Regions from separate parts of the Mus musculus genome. Here region 2 is linked to region 1. The links are chromatin contacts, called in public promoter capture Hi-C maps. All regions are on one chromosome and are shown on one strand. Each heading gives the region's core, a stretch centred on a gene start, on an enhancer-like site or on the middle of the called end of the contact. The rest is flanking DNA. Distances are from core to core; before and after follow the strand shown. Region 1 holds the start of Snapc5 (small nuclear RNA activating complex, polypeptide 5). Region 2 has its middle 20 kb from the start of Gm36365.

The links. Promoter capture Hi-C pulls out the DNA fragments that hold promoters and counts their contacts.
Region 2: a contact with region 1 is called in a promoter capture Hi-C map of pre-B cells, with 3 times the contacts expected there. The contact joins the enhancer-like site here to the promoter of Snapc5 in region 1. A contact is called at or near these places in 11 of 39 promoter capture datasets (the 3T3-L1 cell line, 3T3-L1-derived adipocytes, the C10 cell line and 7 more), 10 of 115 datasets of contacts at active chromatin or transcription factors (the 230-238 cell line, T-cell acute lymphoblastic leukemia, astrocytes and 7 more) and 3 of 9 other capture datasets (adipose tissue, liver and pancreatic islet).

The regions. Positions count from the first base shown.
Region 1 is chr9:64,177,114-64,180,910 of GRCm38.p6, reverse strand. Snapc5 (small nuclear RNA activating complex, polypeptide 5) reads right to left here and starts at 1,614. Exons shown (of 3, transcript NM_183316.2): 1 at 1,491-1,614; 2 at 323-412. The coding sequence starts at 1,580. It overlaps Rpl4 (ribosomal protein L4), which reads right to left. Exons shown (of 10, transcript NM_024212.4): 7 at 3,434-3,590; 8 at 3,107-3,190; 9 at 2,894-3,014; 10 at 2,349-2,688. The coding sequence ends at 2,467. It overlaps LOC115487261 (a small nucleolar RNA gene), which reads right to left and starts at 3,788; the gene lies at 3,718-3,788.
Region 2 is chr9:64,789,005-64,792,801 of GRCm38.p6, reverse strand. No RefSeq gene overlaps it. Among named protein-coding and RNA genes, the nearest start is that of Gm36365, 20 kb to the right of the region's middle. Within about 2 kb of position 1,946, at least 155 of the 459 cell types and tissues checked have an H3K27ac peak or open chromatin away from gene starts, as enhancers often do. A contact at or near this core is called in the 230-238 cell line, the HPC-7 cell line, adipose tissue and 9 more, where this site is marked.

The DNA of each region.
Region 1 (3,797 bases), core at 365-2,864:
CAAATTATGAGGGGCTGGAGATGCAGCTCACTGGTAGCGTACTTGCTATTGTCTGGATGATTAATATAGATTAGCTAATTACTGAACTACAAATTATGAGGGGCTGGAGATGCAGCTCACTGGTAGCGTACTTGCTTACCTTGTATGAAGTCCTAGGTTCAGTGTACAATAAATTCGCCCAGGCCCCCAAATATTTGAATGGTACTTCCCAGAGTCCTTTGGACTTGGTAATAATGTGCCATACAGCATTTGCCTGCCCAAAGAGCTCGGGCACAATGGGACTCTACACTCTCTCTGGAAGTCTGTACTTGACTAAACTTACATCACATAACTGTTCAGGTGCAGGCTGAGAAGACAGTGTCTCGGTCCTTCCTCGAGAATTTATCATGGATTGAAGGGCTAATTCTTCAACCTAGGAAAGAAAAGTCAAAGATATTTATTTCACTGAGTATTCTGCTGGGTTACTATAGTGAGTGAATTCCACTAGATGCCATATAGGTTGGCATCCCTGAACTGCTCTAGAAGGGGAGGGCAGCTTTACCTCCTCACCCCTTTCTTTCCCTATGAAGAGGTTCTTTGTAACACTGGCAGTCCTACAACTCAGTAGACCAAGCTGGCCTTGAATTTACAGATATCTACTTGCTTCTGCCTCCAAAGTGCTGGGATTAAAGGCAAGTGCCACTACACTAAGGTTAGAAATGTGGGAGGCAAGGGGATCATAAGTTTAAAACTAACCTGAGCTACACACTAGGTTCAAAGCATGCTTGGGTTACACAGGCGAGACCACTTCTCCCCTCCCTCACCCCAGGAGACAGCTGGTTCCACAGACACAGATGGATGTCCTATGATTGAGCTTGTCTACTCATTAATGAGAAAGTAAAGGCAGAATGTTAAAAAATGCACGTGTTTCCTGGTGCACCAGGGTAACTGCGTTTGGGAGGTCATCTTCAACACACGATCATGTACTTGTAAGAGGTTCTGTTGCAATAAGGGTGGGCAGTTTATAAATGCCCTGAGAAAAACTGCATATCGTTTTTTTACCACAAGTATACAAGTTCAGTTTATAAAGGGCTCCTCTAATCCTCATGTCACTTACATTTAAAGATCTTGCCCATGAGTGCTGACCAGGGATTACCATGATCATTTCACAGGGACCAAATTACCCCTATGTCTAGGACGTGATCAAAGCGCACCTAAATCTGCATCCGAGTCATTCTCTGTTCCCAGAAGAGTTACTGGGAACTCAAGCGGACAAGTTTCTTTCCCAGACTTCATTCGCGCCTCAAGCGGGTCTGAGATTCAGTACTAGCATGACAACACTAAAGCCCCCTCTAGTGCATATAAACAGCAGTAACCCGTGAGCCGGCGTGCTGGGTCGGGGTAGATGCGGGCTCAGGAGCTAAACCTGCTCAACACCTAGCGGCCTGGAGCTGTACCGCCGCGCTCCGTCGACGTCCCGAGGGGCTAGAGCTGGAAAGCTGTACGCTCACCTTGAGGCGGTTCAGTTGGTCGTGTAGAGCCGCCTTTAGACGCAGCAGGGTTTCCTCCTCCTTGCGGAGCTCCTGCAGTCGACTCAACATCCCCTTCCACTTCCTTAGGGCGCTGCCTTCTACTAGGCGCGCGGTGATGACGTCACCGCCGACTGCGGAGACCAGCGCCGGGCTGAGGGCTTACTTTCTCGTAGCTGTTTTCTGAAGGGCCAGTAGGGGCTTAGCTCCCACGATCTGAAAACAAAGTGGAATCCCAAAGAGCATGGAGATTCTTCAGTCCCTTGGTAATCCCTCACAGTAAATTGGCCCCACAGGCTTTAGGATAGCATTCATCTCAGCACCCTGTCACCTACTTTCCAAGTGACTTTAATCTCTGCAAAGGCTACTTATGCAGGCAGGAACCAAAATACCCAAAATACCTAAGCCTAGTAAGGACAGGAATGCTACTAACCTTTAGGAACTGCCTTGTCTCAGGGAGTGTTTTTACCCACGCTCATCATTATCTGCTAGCAGTTTTAACATCAAGGCAAGAGGAAACGATGATAATTCTAGGATGATCAGACTGATTCATACAAAGAACACTGCACCTCTACAGACACAGTGGCCATAGCTGTGGTGGTCCCGCCATTCCCTTTTACCATCATAGGCCCTCTAGTGGCTACCATAACTACACACTATTCATAGGACTTGGCCCCTAGCTATTTATCCCAAGTTCAGTTTATAAAGTAGACTACCATGTGGAACAAAGCAGCCTAGAGAATGAAATTTTATTTAAAAAATTTTGTTCTATAATTCTGATGACCTAAGTTTGACCATGAAGTCTCACATCTTGCCACTTGTTCTTCAAAAGGTTAATTTCAAGGGGCTTGGAAACATCCACAATTTAAGAGTCACACAAGGGTTTGTCACCACATGTTTGATTTATTGAAATATGCGGTCTCTACTTGCTCTCTGGAATTTAACAATTTTTAATAGTTTATGCAGCTGGCTTCTTTTCTTCTGTAGTAGGCTTCTTCTCTGCTGGTTTCTTGGCAACCACCTTTTTCCCTGCAGGCTTCTGCTTCTTGGCATCCACCTTCTTTCCTTTCTTGCCTACCGCTGGCTTCTTGTCTGCAGTCCCCTTCTCTGGAACAACCTTCTCGGATTTGGTTGCCAGTGCAGTAGCTGCTGCTTCCAGCTTTTTCACACGAAGTTTGTGCTGCAACAAAAACAAATAGAAAATTAAGAATCTTATCTTCAATGAGCGCATCGTGGTTCACATCTTTAACCCCAGTACCTGGGGAGGTAGAAACAAGTGTGTGTGGTTGGGGGGGGGGGGGGCGCCAGCGTCTTCATAGTAAGTTCCTGTCTTGGAAGGGGGCAATCTAATAAAAAAAAAAAATTGACACGCCAAACTGACTTACATTTCTGGCCTGGCGAAGAATGGTATTCCTGCGCATAGTCTTGGCGTAAGGGTTCAGCTTCAACATGATTCTCAGGTTCTTCAGTGGATTCTTCTTCAAGACTCTGCGATGAATCTTCTTGCTATCAAGAGGTAGCATTCATTAATCAACATGTATCCCTTTAATAGTCAAGGGGTCGTATCAAGTGTTAGACCTTAAGTTTTAAAACTCTACCGTGGTGCTCGGAGGGCTCTTTGGATTTCTGGGCTTTTCAAGATTCTGCTAAGGTCGGTGTTCATCATCTTGTGCATGGGCAGGCTGGGGGGAAGGAAGAGAGAAGTCCAAAGTCTCATTCTCTAACTGAACACAAAGCAGTACAAATTTTAATTTAAATGTTTCAACTCTCCAGATACAGAATAAACCTTTACATCTTCATTTAATAATCACAGGTGAGGCACATCCAAACAATGGAAAACGCAAACAAAATGTGAATGCAGAACTTATGGAGGATGTTAGTGCACACATTAGTCATTGACGTGTAATAAATAAGGGAAAACTCACTTATAGTTACTCTTGAGGGAAGCAGCCTTCCGCCAAGTGCCATACAGCTCATCCAACTTCCGGAAAGCACTCTCCGTCCAGATGCAGAAACGGCCCACATGCCCACCAGGAGCCAGTTTCAAAATGTTCAGCTTGCTTACATTAAGCAGAGTAATACCTTTAAGAGGAAGCAGAATCAGGAAGCCTGCATGCCCAACAGGAGAAATACAACTTCTATGGCTCCTCAAGCTACCTAGGGCACTTAGAAGCTCAAGCCATCATGGCTGGCGTAGCTCACTCACGTAGGACTCAGAACTTCCACAATATCATGTTATTTCAGAAACACGGACCATGAAGTGGAATTTCATCATAACCAAGCTAAGTG
Region 2 (3,797 bases), core at 697-3,196, 610 kb before region 1:
CATAAGATTCTAGAATTTTAAAAACAACAAAACAACAACAACAACAAGAACAAAACCCTTTCCCATATACAAGTCTCTGTAGGATTCTTTTTTGCTTTTCTCTGTGTTGGAGACACCATAGTGCTAAGTAGTTCAGGCTGGCCTTGAACTTTCAGTCTTCCTGCCTTAGCCTCCTGCAGACTGAGATTACACGCCTGAGACTGGACCCCCTAGGTACTTGGCCATCTGGAATGACTTAACTTCAGATGACTTGACATTTGTTGAACTACAAATTAGGATTAAAATTGGGCGTAGGGACATCTGAGGGTGTAGCTCAGTTGGTAGAGAGCTTGCCTAGCATGCAGAAGCCTTAGGTTAGATCCCAAACACTTGCATAATATCACGTTTGATAGTGCACATCTGTAATTTCAATACTCAGGAGGTGGGTGGGGGCTAAAGGATCAGAAGTTCAAGGCCATCCTCAGCTACATAGTCTGAGGCCAGACTAGACTACATGAAAATGTGTCTGAGAGGAGGTAGGGGAGGCAGAGAGACACAAGCACTCGCGCACACACACACACACACACACACACAGAGGTGGGGGGAGAAGTTGGTTTATTAGCAGTTTAATGGAAATTCACTCACTAAATCCACTGTCATCAACACATTTAAATCTTCCCCATGTAGCTAGCACTGGGAGTGGAGGAATCACATATACCATTGTTCCATAGCTCCATGATGCAAATAACTGTTCCCTATATAAAAGGACCAAAGGATGGTGTGGATTTGACCTGAAGAGTGAAGAATCTCTTGCATTTGTGGCAATGGTTTCATAGCACAAAGAAAAGTGGGGGTTTAGTATGCAGTCTGTCCCAGTTATTTTGAGAAATAGGAAAAACCAGTCTAGCTTTGTGGTCCAAATTATTTGGTTTGGGCCAGACTCTTTGGATCCAGTCCCTCACATTCTTTCATCCAGTCTCCTACATTCTTTCAATACCACTGCAAAGAAAAAAAAAAGTGTGGCAATGTATCCCAGCTTACCGATGATTTCCATCAAGGAAAAAAAATGAGAAGGGACTGAAGATGTGGCAGAGAGAGAGAGAGAGAGAGAGAGAGAGAGAGAAAGGAGGAGGAGGAGGAAGGGAAGGAGGGAGGAAAAAAGAAAAGGAAGAAAAGAAATAAATAAAGATACAAGTATTTATTGTGGTTTTCACAAGGGCAAGCAAGCAAGGTTCCTCCTTCCTCTGTGTTGAAGCAAACATACCCCTTCAAGTCCCAGGAGACAGGACTTGGGCTTTCATTTTGTTTCACACAGAAGGAAAATGTTACTTAGAACTTCATCTTCATGTTGAAGACCATCAGAGAAGAGGACCTAGAATTCAGCTTTTGTAAATATGTCTCAGCTTAGCCTAACATTTACAATTCAGATTATTCTCCAGGCACTGGCTTGGTTCCAAAACCCAGGCATCCCATGCAACTCTGAATTAGAAGTCTTAGAAGAGAGCAACAACAAAAAGCTCCAAACCAGCTTCTCTTAATTACACTGCACTTCATACAATAGCTCTTGCTAAAGTTAGCTCTGGGATGGCAAAATGGCTTGATGGAAAGGGAAAGAAAGATTCAGGGACTCATGCAAGTTCAGTCACCTCTGTTGATCTTCATCTGTTTGGCAGATATAAGGCACACAGAAGTATGGCACATTAAAATGGAGCTAAATGTGATGTATGCATATAAATGATGGCTTTTAAAAAAAATCTGCTGCTATATATTAGAAAATTGAAAACGTCCTTTTCGTTTGAGACATGGCCAGGGCTTTATGCTAGCTAGACAAGCACTTACTAGATGAGCTACCAGCCAGGCTGGAAGATCATGTTAGAGAAGTAACTATAAAGACAAGGAGAGTGAGTTGGGAAATCATGCAGCATGCACAGGCAGCGTCCGTGCAGTTTGACCCAAAAATAGAGCAAGTGATGAGGAAACTGGGTTCCAGAGTAGTTACAGATTACCCAAGTCCACAGCAGGAGAGAGTCCGAGAATAGGCACCGAGCTCCAGCCGGCCTCCTTAGTTCATGTTTTCCCCACACTACTCAAGGCAATATTCTTTTTTTTTTTCAAAGATTTATTTACTTATTATATGTAAGTACACTGTAGTTGTCTTCAGACACCCCAGAAGAGGGAGTCAGATCTCATTACGGATGTTTGTGAGCCACCATGTGGTTGCTGGGATTTGAACTCAGGACCTTTGGAAGAGCAGTCAGTGCCCTTACCCGCTGAGCCATCTCTCCTCAAGGCAATATTCTTATCACCACTATACTTTCTTTAAAATAATAGACTGTATATTGTCCATTAAGCAATTGCTTTAACAAACACTTCCTGGATACCTAATGCCTGAAAACATGATTGGACAGGTCTGCAGGCCTAATTTGATATGATTATAATTTTTTTTCAAGTTAGGAACAGGTATAATATAATATGGGGCTAAGAGTAACTCTCCTTCCCTTGCTTGAATTTCACTGAATTTGTTTCCATATAAAAGCTACAAATAACAGAATTAAACCACAAATAACAGGTGTCTGCACTGTTTTTTTACATGACAGAAACATCAAGTCTTAGCGGTCACTATATGTGTGGTTTGTCCACAAATGCTCTTAGATTTGAGCAAGGATGGCAGGATGACGGGAGATCTTAAACGTTCCCTCTTGATCTGATGTTTGGCCTTGTCGGGCATCGATGGGAGGGGAGGGCCTTGGTCCTGAAGGCTTGATGCCCTAGTGTAGGGAAATGCTAGGGTAGTGGGGCAGGAGGGAGTGGGTGGGGGGAATGTTGGGGGCGGGGGAGAGCACCCTCGAGGAGGCGGGGGCTGGGGTGGGATGGGGGACTTTCAGAGTGGAAACCCGGAAAGGGGCTAACGTTTGAAAAGTAGATAAATAAAATAACCAATAAAAAATAAAGAAATCAAACAAACAAACAAACAAACACACCTTTGGCCAGTGAGATAGCTCAGTGAGTAAAGATACTCACTGCCTAGCCTGAGAACCTGAGCTGCATCCTGAAACCCACATAAAGGAAGGAAATAACGGACTCCTGAAAAGCTATCCTCTGAGTGCCGTCCCTGTCTCCCCACCCCACATCCCACACACATACACGCTGTGAAACCCATCATAAACGCACAAAAATACATAAATGCAATGAAATTTTCTTAAAAAAAAAAAAACAACTTGGTAACACTTTAGCACAAGACTCACTTCCCTTTTGCTTATCAACCACCAAAAGACGTTTCCCCTTCGTGCTTGTTATGTTTTAACGTAACTATGGAAACGTAGCTCTTTCCATCCGACTGACGTGTTATTCTGTTTCCATGTAGTCATCTTCTGAGAAATATTTTAAACACTGTGGTCACTAGTCGGTCTTTGGGTTGCTTTGGTATAACCACGTGAACCTATTGGCATTTTAGCACGTTAATGTCTTTCATCAGGAGCTAGTTCAGTTTTGGTACCATGGGCTCTCTCTAATTCAATCACTTTTGTCCCATTTAAAGCTTTGGTAGCAGAAAGAAAAATGTAATTATCATTCAAACAGGATAGGACATCAGATTTATAATTTACATGTATTTATTTATAAACTTACATTTCTATATATTGTCATATATGTCAAGTTGAGTTTTGAGAGTTCTGTTCCTGGCATATGGCAGGCTGGAAATTCATACTGTACCTCCCACTAGCAACAATCAAGAAGATTAAATTTAAAAAAAAAATCCTAGGGACTCGGAGAGAATGTTCAGTGGTTAGCCAATTAGAAATTGCTTATTTTCGTGTGTG